2 separate regions of the Pan troglodytes genome follow, and region 2 is linked to region 1. A link is a contact called in public capture Hi-C data. All regions are on one chromosome and are shown on one strand. Each heading gives the region's core, a stretch centred on a gene start, on an enhancer-like site or on the middle of the called end of the contact. The rest is flanking DNA. Distances are from core to core; before and after follow the strand shown.

Region 1 (4,712 bases), core at 616-3,115:
TTACCTGAAGTGATGGGGATTATTCAGAGCTGATGAGAGTCACAGAAAGGTGTACTCATGACTGGCCCAGCATTTCCCAAGGAAGCCTGAGTTACACGGCTCATCAAAATTATCTGGCTTTGCAAGGCAGGGATGCAAAAATATTCCCACAGGTCTTGGCAGCCACAGATTGACTATCAGGATATCTTTGAGAGGAAGGCACACAAGGAGGCCAGGGATGCCAGGGATGCCAGGAGCAGCCGGGCAGCCTTCAGAAGACGATGGACGCAGGGTAGCTTTGGGGAGCAGGTTATCTGTCATGCCATGTGGCAGCAGGGCTTCTTCATCAGTCTGTTTCTGTTGCTCCTTTTGCTAAAACCCAACCACTCTACCCTCTCCCCATATATCCCTTCTTTTCCCTGTACTTCTGCCTACTCATTCATGTGTTAGGCCCCTGCGATTTAGAGATAGCCTTTGAGTTTCTCAAGGTCTTCTCTTTTCCAGACCAAACCCTCCCACTTTCTTCTTCAGGGCTGCACCCTCCACTGGGGCTCAGTAAACCTTGTGCTTCAGACCATCCGGGATCTCCTGAGGGAGCCCCCCAGCCCAGGAGAGGGAGCCCTGAGCACATTTCACCCAGGACTGCAACTCTGAGAAAGTGCCCAAGTCTCTTTGTGCCTCAATTTTCTCAGCTGTAAAATGGAGATAATAACATGGGCTGCAAGCCTCAAAGCCAGGGTCTAAGGGAAATTTGCCTCTGCCTGGGGGTTCTGGAGCTCTGCGCTTGTAAGGGTGATAATTGGACAGGTTTATGGAGCTAGCTCTGTCTTCAGAGGCCCTTCCCTCTTGATTCTCACTGTGGCTCACATCCTCTGAAACCTTTTCATGGTTGAGACCTGCCTCCCTGAGAGCCGGGAAGAAGGAAGGCCTTGGGATGATCCCTAAGGTAAAGTGAGTGACACAGCTAAGTTTCAAAGCGGTCACATGACTTGATCATACAGAAAGTAGCTAGCAGAGGACAAGGAGCAGGACAAGCTGTCCCACTGCATGTGGCATATCAGGAGAAACTGCCCTCTTCCAGGCGGCACAGCCAAGGGGTTCCACGCACAGATTAGGAGCTCAAATGCACCTGGTTTTGATTCTTGGTTCTGTCCCCAGAACTATATCCCCTGGGACAAGTTACTTAACCCCTCAGAGCCTCAGTTTCCCTCCTTGCCTATTAGCGGCTGTGGAGGTGATCAATCCCCTTCATTAAGGGATTACGACTGTACCAGTGAGGACACCTGACAGGAGTGGACCGGCTTGTCGCCTCCACGGTAACCCGGGAAACCGAGGCAGGAGTTTGGGAAAATTTGCCCAGGGCCAGGCGGCGACCCACGGATGCCAGCGGAGCGCCCTTCCTGCTGTCGTAGCGCCCCTAGATGGTGCTGGTGCACCGGGCAGCGCCGCCACGGGCCCCGCCCGCCCATGCCCGCTCCCAGGCGGCCGCAGAAGCCGCAGACGCCGCAGCGGCGGGGCAGGGACAAAGGAAGGAGCGGCGGGGGCGAGGCTACCCTGCGGCCCGGTGGGGCCCCTGCAATGCAGAGCCTAGCTGCTCAGCCGAGGGAGCCGCCGGGCCGGGCGGGAGCGGGCGGGCCTGGGGCGCGGGGAGTGCTGGCCGCCCGCCACCACCCACCCCGCCCGCCCGCCACCACCAATGCAGGGAGCAGGTGGGCTGAGCGCGCCCGACTTGCAGGGCTCTGGGAGCCGGGCTGTGAGCCCTCCTTCGTGCCAGGCCTCGCGGTGGGGGGATCCTGGAAAGTCCCTTCGTGTCACTTGCTAACCCAGGTTCCTCTGGCTTTCACCCTTTGCACGATTACTGACCCAGAGATTCTGTGCTGCAAGGGACAAGCCCAGCGCCTGGGGGAAGAAGCAGCTGTGGCGAGCTGAGGGGTCCCTCCACCGCCCAGAGCGTCAGTCTCCCCACCTGCAAAGTGGGCATGATGATGCCCGCCCCGCCTTGTTGACTTCCTCACTCAGCAAACCGTTCCCGCCCTCCTGCTCATGCCCAGCAGCGGCGCCAGGCTCTGGGACATCCCTGAGGAATGAGAGCAGCCTTTCCTCTGAAGGGGGCCCAGTGGACCGGCCAGACAGACAGGAGCTTCAGAGGCCCGTGCCCAGATAGAGCGGCTGGTGAAAGGAGAAACTCCAGGGAGGATAAAGAAAGCTTGGGGAAATGCCCTGAGAACCACACGGCTGCTGTGAGCATTGTTATTCCGCCAAGTGAGGGCGAGTGATTTTAAAGCCCTTTTCACCCTTGTTCTGAGACTGAGTCTACAGGGTGGGTATTCCCAGCTCTCACTCCACATTGCTCCTCTCAGGTGAAACAGGATTGGATGCCGGTTAAAAGAAAGCTCTGAGCCAAACTAGATGCGAACCTTAGCTCTACCTCACTTGCTAACTGAGAGACACTGGACAGGTTAATTCACTTCCCCAAGGCTGAATTCCCCCATCTGTAAAAATGGAGATTAAAAAAAGGTATGATGCTGGATTTCAGGGAGATTTGTAGTAATACGTATTGCTACATTATGTTTAGTTGCTAAGTAATGCAGCAGAGAGGCTTGGGAATCAGGAAATATGGATCCTGTTTCCACCGCATGTGACTACCTGGTAGAAGGGTCTGGGAGAAGCCTTTTCTCCTTAGCTATTGGGTTACCCCTCCATGCAAGCTAGACGCATGAAGGGCATGAGGCCATCTGGAGGCCAGTGTCCCCTCCAGCCCACTCCCACAGCTTATGTGCTTACAGACAGGCTGGAAGACCACTTTGTTCCATCCCATAGGGGGAAATAGTGTAATGGTGAAGGACATGTACTCTGGGGCCGGAGAGCCTGCATACATTCCAGCTGCATCACGTTCTAGGTGTGACCTTGGGCAAGTTACCAGTGCCTCAGTTTGCTCATCTGTAGAATGATAACAGTAATAGTATAAAATTTGGCTCGAGTGGGCGAGGTGGTAGTTACAAGAAAATTCAAGCATGATTATCTCAACATAAAAGAAGTTTATGTCTTATTCATAAAATAGGCCAGGGTAGTTTCAGATGAGCAGAGGATTCTGTTCCCATAATTCAGGGGACTCAGGCTGGCAGTTGTTGTCAGCTGTAACACTTGATTTCTAAAGAGGCCCTGAGGGAGAGGAGTACGGAGGGGAGCTCGTGGGAGCTTTAAGGCCTGTGACTTCAGGGAGGCACCTGTACTTTCCACTCCCATTCCATTGGCCAGCACCAAGTCTCATGACACCCTCCCTCAACCCAGGGGTAGTCTGGGATATGGAGCCTTGGCTATGAGCCCAGGAAGAAGACATCGATGGACTACAAAAACCAGGCAGCAGCCTTTGTCACAGTGACCTATGTCAGAGGGTTATTCTGAGGGTAACATTACTAGTTTAATATTTGTAAAGTACTTAGAACAGTGCCTGCCACATGTTGACACTACATAAATATTTGCTATTATTATTTTTATTGCTAGTCTTGTCCCTTAAGAATTCACTGAATATATAAACTGGGAAGCCACCTAGAATTCCAGCCAGTGCTGCAGAACATTGTTTGGGCAGCCTCAGAACACTGCACTGAGATTGACCCCCCTTGTCAATCTCAGCAAATTCAGGCCATGTGAGCTTCTCGGTAATGCATTTTGTTTCTGTACTGACAGGGAGGCCTGCTGGAAAATGTATCTCTCTGGAGGCTTTTTGTGTCATTCTGATGCTTGAGGAGAGCCTCTAGCTGTGCTGACTCTGGTCTTCACCTTTAAATGCACATACCGATCCCGGGCAATGGTTGCACACGTGCCTCCTCCGCTCTTCGGGTACCAGTTCTCAGGTGCTACCTCTCGCACAGTGCTAAAGTAGCAAAAAGACAGGATCACAGAGGTTACTAAAAGAAGGACAGCTAACAGTTGGATCTGACAAACGCTGGTTATTAAAAGTTACTTAAGGCCCAGTGCGATGGCTCATGCCTATAATCCCAGCACTTCGGGAGGCCGAGGTGGGCGGATCACTTGAGATCAGGAGTTCGAGACCAGCCTGGCCAACATGGTAAAACCCCCATCTCTACAAAACATACAAAAAATTAACTGGGCATGGTGGTGGGCACCAGAAATCCCAGGTACTCAGGCGGCTGAGGCAAGAGAATCACTTGAACCCAGGAGGTGGAGGTTGCAGTGAGCTGAGGTCACTGCACTTCAGCCTAGAAGACAGAGCAAGACTCTGACTCAAAAAAACAAAACAAAACAAAAGTCACTTGACACCTTTGCCCCTCAGTTTACTTATCTGTAAAATAAAGTCAGGAAACAATAATGGCTGCAGAGGACTTTTTAAAGGTGAAAATTAATGTATATGAAGCCCCAAGCACTGTGTTAGGCATAGAGCACTCTCTTAATACTTAGTGGCAACTTTTGCCCCATCAGTCTTAAACTTTGACTCATTGTCACCTTTGCATTTCTGGAGTGCTTAATGTGCACCACTTAGAAGTCAAATAGGTTGGTGTAAGTGGGCTGCCAGCATCCTAGCCTTTAAAAATGTCCACCCGCTTGTCCTAGCCTAGGGCCTCATGCCTCAGACACCCAAACTTTCAAGTGAGAAAGTCAGAGCTTGACATAGAGGGCACTTCTGTCAGCCTGCCTGTTCCTTTCTGAGCTCTACCCCATGGCTTAAGCACAATACTGCCAACTTGTGCCATGCTTCTGCCTTGCTAGGAGCC
Region 2 (4,712 bases), core at 789-3,288, 860 kb after region 1:
GCAAGCAGATTCCATGAAGAGTAACTGACTAATGAATGAATAAATTTGGTGAGAAAAATGCACATGCCTGGACATGAGATTCACATGACCCCATCATCACATATTTACATAATGTGCATGCTGCAGAGACATTTAGTTGCCTCCTCAACATCCAACTTTCCATTCTGGCTTAGACACAGAACTCCAATCTTCCCAGACTTAAAAAAAACAAAAAACAAAAAAAACACCCTACATATTCTAGCCTCTCTTGAGGAGATGTGGCCCCAAGTTCTAGCTAATGAGCTGTATATAGAAGTTGTTGCATCAGACTTCTGGGAAGACTCTTTATAAGGGAGACAACCAGAAAGGGAGCTCCTTTTTGGCTTTCTCTTTTTTTCTCTTTTCTGCTGTACTTAATGCAGATATGATGGCTTGTGCTCCAGCAGCAAGTGAGATCATGCGGCATCTCTGAGGATGGACGTCATGAGCTAAGCATGGAAAAGCGGAAAGCCAGAAGGAGCTGGGATATCTGATGATGAAGGGCTGACGTTACTAGCTCCTAGCTCCACACTGCCTGCCTCTACACCTTCTCTTCTTTTTTTTTTTTGTTGTTTATACCTTATCTGAAAACTCCCAAATACACCTTTTTTATATCAAAAAGAAAATAAATGCTTTGTATTTGAGCCACCATATTTTGAGTGCATTGCTGTATGTAATTGAACCTAATCCTAACTGCTGTGTCACTAAATGCTATATTAATATTCACTGATAATATTTCTCTATTTTATTCTAATCATAAAATGAAATTTTTAAACCCAACATTTGGAACAGTGCATGCGTGCCAGATATCGTGGCGGCATACAGCGGGAGACACAGATACAGGGAAGGAGACATTTTACAACTGGTTAAAATACTTGTACCAGTTCATCACTTTCTATGGGAAAAAATATTATTTTACTCATTTTATGATATGAAAATTAGAGGTTGTTCATGTTAAAGTAGAATTCAAGCTTGTATTTCTTTATTTTTAACTCCAGCTCCACCCCCCATCATCATACTGCCTTAACAGCAGCGGGGAGGGCTGTGGGTGATCAGGGATTCCTCCCTGTCTTCCTGCCACAGAGCCTGAGTAGATCAAAAGGCCAAGAGCATGAGGAGACTTTGCTCCTTCAGAATAGCTCCTTGGCCCCCTGAAATGAATGACCAGCTTTAACAGACTTTCCCCCCCCAAGCTCACATTCCCCATGGTTGGTGAGGCAGAAAATTCACAAGAACAAAGCTCTTGCCCTGGAAAGATCTTCTTTTCAATTTAGGGTCAATTCCACTTTGGGGACTTCCAGAAGAGTCACCTTTAAATTAAGAAAAGAGAAAAAGAAGCTGTTGCATATAAGCCAGGGAAAACCACACACGAATGTGAACAGCACCCGCGTTCCACCCAGCAGCACGGATTTTTTGTGGGAAACTTATACAGAGCCCCGTAAGCCTCCAAGGAGGTGAGAGTCGGGAGGTGGGGGGCGGGCAGAAAGACGTTGGAGTCCAAGAAACTGGATTCATTTTTCTACCGGCTGTGAGTAGGGCAACTTCTAAGGGCCTCATCTTGTCCTTCTGGAAAATGGGCAAGCAGCCTGCACCCTGCTGTCCTCACGCAGCCATTGTGAGGCCAAGAAGAGACGGCATTTGGTGAAGGGTCTCTGTCCTCCCCTGCCCCCCAGGACAGCTGGCCATGTCACTCCAGCCTGAACATGTGGTGGCATCCTGCTCTAGAATCTACCTGGGCTCACCTTCTCCCAGCCTTTCAGGACATATCGACATGCACTTGGGTTAATGAAAGTCAACATTCTTTACATTCCACCCCTTGCGAAATATCAGGAAGCTAGGCTCCATGTGGTCTGGCTCAGCTGGGAAACCATCGCTGAACCCTTGTTCTATCGGTCTGCGGACACGATTCAGTGTCTTGAGCTCTGTGGGATCAGCTGTCCCTCTGAGCTGAGCCAGCCCTCCCGTGAGTGGTGTTCAGCCTCCGGGGCCCGGGACCGGGAACAAGGGCAGACCAGCCTGCAGTCTGCATCCAGGGGCCAGGTCAAGGTGATCGAGTTTCTCTCTCCAGTCACAAACTCCATCACCCCTGGCTCCAGGGTAATAAACTCAATCTCAGGGCTTGAGCTATAACACGGTTCATTTCTGGGCCAAATCTCTGAAGCTGAAGGGTTTATTTTTAAGGACAAGCAGTTTGCTGTTTTCAGCTTTTCTCATCAGAAATAGTGCAATTCAGCTTGATCTGCATTGGAAGCATAATTTATCATCTCACACAGATGGTTGCTAAGGGTGGGGAGGAGGTTTACTTTTCATTTTACTTCAGCAAATATTTCCTGAGCCCCTACGTGTGCCAGGCACAGAGCAAAGCACTGGGGATGCACACATGAGTAAGACAAGCTCCTGATCCTTGACACACTCCTAGTCCAGGTGAGAGACAAAGCTACAACCCCAGATTTGACATTAGACAGTCCTGCTTTGGAATCTTGGCTCTGCCATTTGCTATTGGAGTCACCTTGGGAAAATTACCTCACCTCTTTCTAGCTAAAGGTTTGTCAGCTTTGTTGATCTTCTCAACATACCAACCTTTGGTTCTGTTGATTTTCTCAACTGTTTTTCTATTCTCTATTGCATTAATGTTTGCTCTAATCTTTATTATTTCCTTCCTTCTGCTTGCTTTGGGTTTAGTTTGTTCTTTTTTCTTTCCCCCAGTGCTTTAAGGCGGAAGGTTAGGTTATTGATTTGGGATCTTTCTTCCTTTGTAATATAGTCATGCATAGCTATACATTTCCCTCTAAGCACTGCTTTACCTACTCCCATAAGATTTCCTATGTTGTGTTTCCCTTTTCATTTATCTCAAAGTATTTCCTAATTTCCCTTGTGATTTCTTCTTTGACTTATTGGTTGTTTAGTAGTATGCTGTTGGTTTTCACATATTTGTAAATTTCCCAAAGTCCTTTCTGTTATTGACTTCTACACATAGGGTCTATCCTGGAGAATGTTCCATGTACACTTGGGAAGGATGTGTATTCTGCTGCTCTTGGGTGGTATGTTCTACAGATGTCTTTTAGGTCTAGTGAGTCCACAGTGTTGGTCACGTCTTCTGTTTTCTTATTGATCTTCCGTTTGGTTGTTCTATCCATTATTGAAAGCAGTGTATTGAAGTCTCCAAGTATTATTGTTCAATTGTTACCTCACCTCTTTGAATCTGTTTCCTTCAAGTAAAATAAATATTCCTGACTTGCAGAGGAGATGGAGTGCAAAGCCCTGAGGCACAGCCTGCCTGCCACCTGTGGATGTTGCTGCTGTGTCTCAGAAAGAATTGACAGAGTGTAGGACAGCAGTGGTGAGGAGATTTCCTTCTAAAGTAACCAGTTGTCCTGGGTTAAGCTAGTACTGCTTCAGCCTGAAAAACACAAAACCTGTTTAAAGAGAAAGACAAGGCTTAGAACCTGTCTACTTCTGTGGCCCAATTTTCAGGATGTGCATATCTCCTGCCCAAAAAAATACAAATTAACTAGCTGACAAATCATAACTTCTCACCCTAATTATGCTAGCTGGTGTCTAAAATTCCTTCACAAAAGTTTCTCGTGATAATTTACCTGTCCATCCATCTAAACTTCCCTCCAACTCAACAAACATTTACCAAATCACCTTTTCTCAGCCAGATCTGCCTCAGGTACTGAGGATACTGAAACCAGACCTGTCCTAAACACCCTACTCTATCCAGAAAGAGACACTGAGGGAAATTTTATTATGTATTTGTTATTTATTATTTAAGCAGTCAAATAAAATATCGGAACATAAACGCTCTAATAAAAGAAGGAACAAAAGGTTTTGAGGATACAGAAGAGGGAAGTGACCTGCCTCATAAGAGCAAGAGGTGGGTAAAGATGGCTTCCCCAAAAAATGTTAACTGAAAAGAAGCTGCCAACAGTGGCTTGAGTTCCACAACCCTCTCTGCCCCTACCGATCTCCTCAGGTGGGAGGGGGCCCCGGGGAGGAAAAGGAGGAAAACAAGAGGATGTTACACAAAGTGAGTCATCCAGCCTCAAATAACCAAGAGCTGCAAAGGCAGAAAGTTCTTGACTTGGAAGTTTGCCAACTCCAATGCTGCAAAAATAACCGTGATGAATTCACATATTTCTGTGCAAGTGTCGGTCCACCATAACACTGAATACTCAGCCATAGCAAACTGGAGCTTTGGGCCCATATGCTCAAAATCAGGCTCAGGCTTTGGTCAAGGTTTTCTTGAAGAAGCCAAAACCTGTATTTTCCCATTGAAAACCATCCTGGTCTTCTATCCTGTCCTGGATAGGACCATGGAATAATGATTCCTGCTCAGGGTTAAAAGTCATTAGGTGTTTTTCTGTTTTGGGTCTCAGTATCCACAGAGGAACTTTCATTTCTTCCAGGTTAAGTTGATAGACCCTCCCATTTTATGAAAAGCTAATCATAATATTTGTTGTACACCCACTGTGCACACTGTAGGGAGAGAAAAAGAAGGCCATCCAGAAACCTTCACCGAAGCAGAATTTAACCTACTTGGAAACACAGAGTGGGAAAAAAAGTCATACAGCAGTTTTTAAAAATTAAGAGCTGCAGGCTGGACACAGTGGCTCACACCTGCAATCCCAAAACTTTGAGAGGCCAAGGCAGGAGAATTGCTTGAACTCCCAGGAGTTTGAGACCAGCCTAGA

Evidence for each region. Capture Hi-C pulls out chosen DNA fragments and counts their contacts.
Region 2: a contact with region 1 is called in a capture Hi-C map of stem cell-derived neural stem cells, with 8 times the contacts expected there. The contact joins two enhancer-like sites. A contact is called at or near these places in 3 of 7 Hi-C or Micro-C datasets (induced pluripotent stem cells and stem cell-derived neural progenitor cells) and 1 of 1 other capture datasets (stem cell-derived neural stem cells).

What each region holds. Positions count from the first base shown.
Region 1 is chr12:106,366,411-106,371,122 of NHGRI_mPanTro3-v2.0_pri, forward strand. No RefSeq gene overlaps it. Among named protein-coding and RNA genes, the nearest start is that of CYRIA, 150 kb to the left of the region's middle. Within about 2 kb of position 1,866, at least 11 of the 24 cell types and tissues checked have an H3K27ac peak or open chromatin away from gene starts, as enhancers often do. A contact at or near this core is called in stem cell-derived neural stem cells, where this site is marked.
Region 2 is chr12:107,227,038-107,231,749 of NHGRI_mPanTro3-v2.0_pri, forward strand. No RefSeq gene overlaps it. Among named protein-coding and RNA genes, the nearest start is that of DDX1, 48 kb to the right of the region's middle. Within about 2 kb of position 2,039, at least 6 of the 24 cell types and tissues checked have an H3K27ac peak or open chromatin away from gene starts, as enhancers often do. A contact at or near this core is called in stem cell-derived neural stem cells, where this site is marked.